Linked DNA regions of Mus musculus: region 2 is linked to region 1. The links are chromatin contacts, called in public Hi-C maps. All regions are on one chromosome and are shown on one strand. The core of a region is the stretch at or near the end of the contact, and the rest is flanking DNA. Distances in the headings are between cores, read along the strand shown.

Region 1 (4,427 bases), core at 165-2,664:
AAGAGGAATTCCTTGAGTTCTCTGCCTTGGGGGACCCATGCTTATTGGTGTTCTCAGGGTCTTTCACAGTTATTGAGGCCTTGTCTTTTATCACTCAGCTAACTTGTTAGGGTGTCATCTCTTCTAGGAAGCCTTCTTGACCTCTCTCTCTCTCTCTCTCTCTCTCTCTCTCTCTCTCTCTCTCTCTCTCTTCCTTTGGGGAAGTATCTGTTTGGAAGCCTGGCTCCCTTAGCAAATGGCAGTCCCCTCAAAGGCACTAACACAGAAAATGAGTCATCCTACCCCTAGGGCTCTGCCAAATGTCTGATAACACAAAACAGCAGGCAAACTCCAAGCTCAGCCAAGTTCTCTGCAGAGCCAGGGCAGAGAAGGGACTCAGCCAAGGTCACACCAAGCATCCTCGCACCACAGAGGGACATGGAGCACAAAGGGCACATGCAGGGACTTTGAAACAGCTGGGCTTGGGGTCAAATGGCCTTGCTGCCACTCATAGCTGGGTGTGGCCACTGACATCCTGGCCTGTGTAAGGGCAAAGGTCCTTGTAGGATTCCTTAAAGACAAGAGGTAGTATGTTCCTACTGCCTCGTCTGCTCCAGAGCCTGCACTGAAATGCCCATCTGTTCCCGTGGGGTCCAGCATCATCACAACTCCCTAAGAAGTTACAGCAAACCCCCATAACTCCCTCTGCCTCAGTCTTCCAGGCTAATCCCCAGGCTCATCCTTGTTCAACAACATTTAATGTCTCCTCACTTAGTACTGAGAAAGGCCCGGCTGGGAAGTGACTGAGATACACCTGCACGGTCTCATCTCGGCTCCCTTCCCATGAAAGCAGGCAGTGGGCTGCTAACTCTGTTTGCATCCTGATTTTTGCACAGCATGCTGGGACTTCCTCCTGCCCGGGGTCTCAGCTTCTCCCTTTAAAATGCATGTAGTAACTAATGACCCATCTCTTCCACCCCAAAGAAGAAAATGAGATTAGCAAACGTGCATGCAAGAGACTGAGCCTAAACTCCTCAAAGGAAGCCAGGCTTTCTAGGAGTGCGAGGCCTGGGAATTCATTTGTTTCGAATAACCATCCACGAGATTCCAGCTTCCCTGCCCTGCCCGAGTTAGAATCAGTGTTAAAAACTGTGTTCATTCTGGCTGGCAGTGGATCGCGCTCTCACACTGGGCAGCTCGACTCTGCTTGGCTCGGCTTGGCACACTGGCCTGTGAACACTCTGGGACTCTCTTTCCCTGAGATTCATAACCCAGATCCAGACAGTGAGATAGCACCAGTTAGTCACTGGTCACTGGACAGCCCTATGAGAGGAAGAAGGGTCACAGAATGGCCTCAGGCAAGTACCAACCTGCTCTGAGCCTCTGTGTGTCCCCAGCCAAGCTGATAGTACCCTCCACCCAGTCCACATCGATTTGGGACTGGGTCCAGACCGTCCTCCTCTCTAGAGGCACAGGGTACAGCATAGGCTGGAGGTCACACAGGCACAGCACCCTGCCATTCAGAGGTGGCTTTATGCCAGCGGCTTTCGCTCCCTCGCCAAGCCTGGGTTTCCATGGCTGTCCAATGGGGATAATAATAGCTCGTCGCCACGGATAATCTATAAAACGTGCTAATCCTCGTGCCTGGCATGAAGCTGATGCTCAAATAGCATGAGTTGTTATTTCTGCTAGGCAACCCCCCTGGGATTTCCCCATTCAGCAGTATAAGCTACACACCCCTTGCTACTGTTTTGGGGAGAGTAGTGTCTTTTTTTCCAGTAGGCCCTCCTCCTTGGCTCAATTCTCCCAGGCAGGTGACCCACAACTGGAGGAAAATGCACAGCCAGACGAATCCTGAGCCTGAGCCCTTCCAATGGGTTAAAAAAAAACCAGAGACAGATCAGAGATTCAAAGCATCTTGTCTAAGGCCACACAGCTGGCTGAGAGCAGAGGGACAGGGCCACCCTGGACAACTTCTTCACAGTCAGTGCTGGACAGTTGTCTCTGACTAACCATGTGGCCTGTCCTAAATCCCTTCCCTTCTGTGGCCACCTGGAAAAAGAACACACCCGTCCTTGCAGGTGCTGGCATCTTCGAGTTGGGGTTATCAGGTAAGCGAGTAATGAGACCATTCCCATTTGCCAGAAAGCCAAGCCGTGCTGAGGTTACAACTGCAGAAGCCTGGATGTATCCTTCTGACATTTCCAGAATCTGACCTCATCTAACACGTCTACGCAGCACACCCCAGGCCAACTCAGCATCTATAGCTCATCTTGGTAAGGTCAGCCTATGGCCTGGCTCTTGACACAGCAATCCAGCTGAGACATAGCTACCACCTGCAGCCCACCAGCCAGGGACCTGGGTCACAGCTGCCCAGCCCAGCTGCAGCCATGTGCCTGCCAGACTCAGTGTTCACTTTGTTGGCTCGGCCAATGGTGGGTGCTCTGGCCCCTCTGCTCCATCTGAGTGAGGCCTGCCTTTGCACAGTGGAAAACGTGGCTGTTTCTTTCCAGGCCCACAGCCTGAGCGGGGGAGCCCAATGAATCATGAGCTGGGGTGGGATTTTTCCACTCCACACTGGAAACAAGGAGGCCTCTGAGAGAGCTTGCGTGGGGGAGGGGCAGGGGCCGCAGGCCTGTCTCTGTCCAGGGAGTGCAGGAGGCCTGGGCCAGGGTGCATGCACACACACAGAGCCATGGAAACATGAAATAGCCCTGCAGGCTTCCCCTGGTGTCCTGACCTCCTGTAGCCAGTCCATGGGGATCCCACTCTTGAACAAGACCCCCACCCCCTCTTTTTGCCAGATGCAGTGGGGCTCTGCACAAAGTGTCAGACCTGCTGACATCTGCCTCTGTCAATCAGCAGATAGGGAGACATTCTACAGACCTGGGTTCTAGGGGACTGGGTTCAAGAGTATAGGCCTGAGTGCATTGCTCTGGGTTGGGTGGGACCCTATTCTGTGCCTGTCCCTTGATGCGATCATAGATGTCTACAGAGCCCCCAGCCTCTGTGCTGGAATGTAACTTCTTCTTGGGAACCCAGCTACGTGGCCCTAAATGAGTGACCGCACCTCTCCATGTCTCCAGTCTCAGCGTGTCCAGCTGCAAAATGGGAGTGTAATAAGCCACTTTTCTGAGTCCATGTGTACACTCTGGGCAGACTCTTTTGACCCCCCCCCCCCCCCAGAGCTCCTCTGTTCCCTGTGAGCCAACTTTCGAAGCCTGCATCCCTGGTTTCTTCACTCTCCTTCTGGTGGGCCCTGTCAACCTGGAAGCCCACAAGGGGCTGCTCAAAAGGAAAGTGGTACCTTCCCTTCTGCACACTTACTACTGTGTGACGTAGGCCAGGCACAGGGATTCAGTTGTGAATGGGTGCTGGTAACACCTTTCCTGTCCCTTCCACCTGGAGGTCATCTGGGTTTGACAGGTAACAGCCTTGGTTGCAAGCCCCTGCTGGCTTCTCTTGTGCTACCCAGACCTTCAAAAAGTTCCTCCGGAGCCTAGGGAACATTAAGTCTTACTGCATCCTCAGTCCACAGAAACTACAGCTCAGAGAAGTTGAGTGATCTGCCTGCGTTCACACAGCACAAAGCAACTAGGAATTTTATCACCGCTTGGGCTAAGAATAAAAAACAAAACAAAACAAACAAACAAACAAACCTGGGATTTTTCAGAATGCAAAAGCATGCATGCTTCTTAAGTCCACAAAAAACAAAAACAAAAAAAAAAAAAACCCCGTCACTCCTTTGATGGGGAGTTATGCTTGACTTAAAGGATCCTGGCCTGGGAATTGAGACAACCTGGGCTTTGCAAGGATCAAATTCGTACCAGAGATCACTGAAGACTGCAGCTCATGACTTGGACTGATCTCCCCAAGAACACAAGAAATACAAGCGTTAGCTGAGACCAGCTGGCTCCTGAACATGTGGTTCCATGCTGTTCTGTGAAATAGATCCTGGGCATAGACAACTGCTCCGACTTCTGCAGGTGACCTCACACCCCACCTGAGGACCATGACACATGCCCTCCATAGCCTCCCCCAGCCGCTGTTCTCCAGTGCTGATCCTAGAAGGGACTCCTTCCCTTGAGAAGAGTGAGAGATTTCCCGAGTCGCTGGTACTCAAGGAGGCAGTCATACACGCTTCCTTCCTAAGACAAATCCCTATTTGAGAGGTGGAAGCCACTACCCCAAGTTACATAGCCAGCTCAGAGGAAGTATGGGGCAGAATCAGGATTTGAACCTGGATCTGTGCATGGCCATACCCAGGTAGCATAGCCCCCCTTTGCTTTTGCTCAGGTCGGAGAAACGAGAGGATAAGGATGAGTGTTCATAGTCCCACTAACTCCATTTCCACATCCCTCCATACACCCCAAAGATGGCCCTGTCCTCTCTCCACTTCTGGCCTGGAGAGAGTGGTTGGCTTCCTTCATTCAGTTGTGGTGTACCAC
Region 2 (4,431 bases), core at 730-3,229, 130 kb before region 1:
GATCTCTGTGATCTCAGCTCTCACAGTAGGCAGGAGAGTTATTAATGGCAGGATACCTGCCTTGCTGAGCTGCCTTAACCGGAAGCTTGCCCTCTCTGAGCCGCTAGGGTCACTGACAATGGGAGCACTGCTGGGGTGGTATCATACAGCCTCCTCATTTACCTTTTTCCAGTCGACAAATATGATTTCTGATTCATCCATGCCCACGTGTGTGACAGCCTTCTGGAATACTTCCCGCAGCTCCGGGGTGATATCTGGCCTTTTTGCTGCAATGGAGAAGGGATCCAGGATTGTGCTGGCTAAGGGTCCAGCAGATGGGAAGCCAGGTAGGGATGTGGGATGTGGGTGGACGATCAAGAGTAAGGCCAGTGGAGCTGGGGACCAGGTCTGGGAGGACCCTACCATTGAGGGACAGTCCCCGTTTCTTCTCATCCTTCAAGTCAAAGGCAAGCATGAAGGCCCCATGCATCTTCAAGACTATCAGGTCTGCAAAGATTTTTACTCCTCCTACTGCAGGATGAAGGGCTTTGTGAGTCACTAGAATGATGCTGTGGTCCCCATCCCCAAGGGAAGGAAGCACATAGCTATGGACAAGTGCCTGAGGCTCCCTGTGGCTGCCATGTGCTCAGCCTCTGTTGGATGCAGCCTCACTTCTCATTCTTCATAAGTATGGAATGGCTGGGGCCTTGGAAAGGGCCCTTGGTGGTGTGGCATAGTTAACACTTCCCCTTAAACATTAAAACATTGGCTTAGGGACAATTAAAACCTAAGAGTATCTAATCTGGCCCACCAGTATTCAGTTGCCCTCCCCCCATGCTGTCCCTGGTGACCTGGGGATTTGGCTGAAGTCACTGGTTTCCCAAACCATGGGTTTCCCCTCTGAGCTCACAAAAGATCATAAGAATGGTCAAAGCAAGTCTGTCCTGGCAGCTGGACTCCAGTTTGAAATCTACGTCCACTTACAAGCCTCAGAGAGTGACTTCACAGACCTAACTCCCCTGTTCTGCTGCCCCCTTGTACCCTTGCAATACGCTCCCAGAAAGCCGTGAGTTCCAACCCTTACCATACTTGGAGAGGGTCCCATTCTCTCTCTGGATTCCTAGATGAGTGGAGTTATAGACACAGTGGTCATCTCTAGAAAGCAAAGAGACAGAGGACAACTGATGGAGAGGTGATCTGACTAAACTGGGGTGGGGAGTGGGCAAGAGGCAGGTAAACAAGAAAGCTGTCCCCATTCCAGAAGGTGGGTGGGGAGGCCAGGCAGATCCAGTTTGCTCAGGTCTCTAGGCATCTGGGAGTGGAGGCCAGGGCCAGGGTGGGCTGGCTGTTACAAGAACTCACATGGTGTGATACTCTCGAAGCTCCATCGTGTCATTTATCAAGTTGGGGGTAAGGTTAAAAAATACCATCTGCGTCTTTTGAATTTCCTGCCGGTAATCAGGGTTTAGGACAGCCGCACCAATGAAAAACCATTTGTCAGAGAGCTGGGGAGAAGCAGGCACACAGATGAGTAGGGCTTGTAGTATGAACATTGCACTCAGCCGTGCTGTGGGGCAAGCAAGCAATGGCTTCTGAACCATACATGGGAAGACTGAAGCTCAAATGGGCAACTCAAAAATCAGCCATCCTACTGCTCTGTCCCCTGCTGAGAGACCTCAGAGTGATGCTTCTGGGTTTGGAGGCAGGGGGTGCCACCAGGTCTCCAGGAGAGGAAAGGGCAGTACCAGGAGCCCAGAGATGAGCACAGACATCAGGGAAGGGAAAGCCCAGAGGAAAGAGTAGCCTCCTTAAGTGCTCACGTCCAAGTCCTGGGCAGGCACTTACCCAGCTCAGGGTCTCATTGGTGATAGGGTCGCCTATGGTGATGTTGACATGTTCTGGGTTCTGAGCTTCCAACAGCGGCAGGAGGCTCACCATGACAAGAATCATGTGCAGTGCCATGCTTAGGACACTCAGAGGCACCAGGGCTTGGAAGAGATAACTGGTGGATGGAGGGTACAGTGGCTTTTATAATAGATGTGGCGAGGGCATGGGACTGCAGCCAGGGCCTCTAGAGCCCTGGCACATTCTCCCCAGCACTTGGGAAATGTCTTGCGCAAAATGTTCTCTCAAGCCAGCTTTGTGCAGCTCCCTCGGCCAGCCGGCCCTGACACAGACTCCTGCCCTACACCAGAGTGGCTGATTCATGGTCAAGGTGGATACTGGGCTAGCCTGATAATACTTAGATCCCAGTCATGGGTCCCATACCTGTCTTATCCCATGAAGCTGCCTAGCAGGAGTGAGACCTATTCGTTTATCACCCCTCCAAGGGGGCTATGAAGGGGTCCCTGGTCAGGGTTCATAGTGAACTTAGAAGACACTTAGGGGCTCAAGTTAAGGGCCAAGGACAAAGATGGATTAGTTTCCAAAGGAGTGTGATGTTCCTGGGGACCCCTATACAGCCTAGAGGCAGCCGAATGCCCAAAAAAGAGGGGTGAATCTGAGTTGAAAATGTAGTTCAGCAAAGCTCCCAGTATTTACAGCAGGAAAGGATCTGTCTAGAATAGTGTGTGCCCAATCCAGGGTCTGTGCACAGGATCCAGTAAATATCTGGTTCTAGTTCCTGCTTGATAGATATAGCCTGATCTTTGTCTACATAATGAACACTCTCGAAACGTATTGCTAGGGACAGGCCTGGTGACTCTTGCTGAGGCACGGAGTCATTGCTAGGAGTTTGAGATCACAGTGAGCTCTTTCAAAACATCAAAAGCACCAAACATATTAGAACACACTCACAGTTGAGTAATCTACTATTTCTCATGTTTCTGTGTAGTCAGGGTTTTTGTTTTAATGATAAGTAACTTGTCATTCACTTACTGTGTTCTAATTTCATGAGAACCTTCTTTTATCCTGTGGCATTTTGTATTTTATGTTTCCCCTCTTGATAAGTATTAGAGCAACATATTGCCTTTAAAAATTAGTCTACCAACAGAAAAGAAAACAAAACAAGACATGAATCACCTCCAGTATCATGTGTATAAATGTTTCTAATGGCATTATTCAAAGTAGCCACAAACCCCAAGCTCTTAAGTGCCTACCACCAGGAAAATGAGAAATGGGTTGTGACATTTCATGCAAGCATGGTGTTGCTTAGCAACAGAGAGAAATGAACGACTGATAGATTTGACCATACAAATGCAGCTCGACAACATTATTGCCAGCAGATCGCCCAGAGGTGGGGTTGTATGAGCCTGTTTACAGGGCGTTCTAGAGGCTCCAGACTAATTGTAATGATATTAATCAAGTTAGTGACAGTGATCACCTAGGGCAAAAGGAAGGGGCCACAGATGGTCCTGAGAGCCCCCTGCCGTGGAGTGGGCTGTACAGGGCCTAGGAGAACTTGCTGAGCTGGAGCCCCAAAACATATGTGTTTTGTTGTATCTATACAGTCTTAAGAAAGTTTATCTCTTCCCAGAGGAGAAAAAGCATAACCATGAGGAGCCCAAAAGCACCAATGATATGTTCTGTCCCAAGTTAGCAGTGCGCCAGATATCATAATCTCTCTGTTTGTGCCTCTTTGTCTCTGCTATGTCTCTTACACACAGGCGCACACGTACACGTGCACATAAACACATTTGCACACACTGGCAGATATAAATATCTATTTTTGTTATAAAAGCAAATGATGGAAAATAATGAACTTAAGAAACTGATTAGATATCCCCAAAGCTACCTGTGGCTGTGCTGTGTATCCAGAGCCTGGGGTTTCTAAGGCGAGGGTGCAGGCAGGGAAGTGGACACCCAGCTAAGGTCTCCCCCAGGGTACTTGCTGCATATCATTCCAGAGTCTGCCTAGGCTTCTGCTCACATCTGTCTCCCCTGCTTCTCCTGTCCTTTGCCTGCAGAGGCCAGATGAGCAAGGCCTGTCATGAATTCCCAGGCCAGAAACAGTGGGGGACACTCAGCAGGAAGTGTGTGACAAAGCCACAGGCCAGAGTCTCTTTCCAGAGACTTCCATAGCACACTATGCCTGTGGCCAGCTTGACTCTGGGCATGCGTGTGGCCATGACTGTGATTCACTCTGCCCCAGTGCATTGACAGACAGAGCAGGGTGCTACATCAGGTGCCTTTCCTGGTGAGGAAGGACACAGTCTACCATGGCACACTGCATCCAGTCAGGACAGCCATAAGCTTAGCAGGCAGAGATGATCTGTGGATGCTCAGCTTGTTTTCTGCTTTTGGTTAAGTGAGGCATCCCAGCCCGAGGAATGTCACTGCCTACAGTCAGGGTGGCGGCTCTCTGGAAATGTCCTCACAGACACACACGGAATACATCCCCTAGGGGACTGCCAATCCAGTCAAGTGTAAAGATGATCTCAGACTCTGTCTTTGCCACAGGGTGGACTGTGCCTCAGGAACTCCGGTCACAATTGTGCAATCGATGTCAGCTGG

Evidence for each region. A called contact is a pair of places that touch in the nucleus more often than the background predicts.
Region 2: a contact with region 1 is called in a Hi-C map of liver, with 1.8 times the contacts expected there. The contact joins the promoter of Orm2 here to the enhancer-like site in region 1. A contact is called at or near these places in 1 of 39 promoter capture datasets (liver), 2 of 484 Hi-C or Micro-C datasets (both in liver) and 2 of 9 other capture datasets (liver and pancreatic islet).

The regions. Positions count from the first base shown.
Region 1 is chr4:63,227,263-63,231,689 of GRCm38.p6, reverse strand. All of the region lies in intron 3 of Col27a1 (collagen, type XXVII, alpha 1), which reads right to left. Among named protein-coding and RNA genes, the nearest start is that of Col27a1, 14 kb to the right of the region's middle. Within about 2 kb of position 1,414, at least 76 of the 459 cell types and tissues checked have an H3K27ac peak or open chromatin away from gene starts, as enhancers often do. A contact at or near this core is called in liver, where this site is marked.
Region 2 is chr4:63,359,997-63,364,427 of GRCm38.p6, reverse strand. It overlaps Orm2 (orosomucoid 2), which reads right to left and starts at 1,979. Exons shown (of 6, transcript NM_011016.2): 1 at 1,825-1,979; 2 at 1,342-1,484; 3 at 1,064-1,134; 4 at 403-510; 5 at 163-266. The coding sequence starts at 1,941.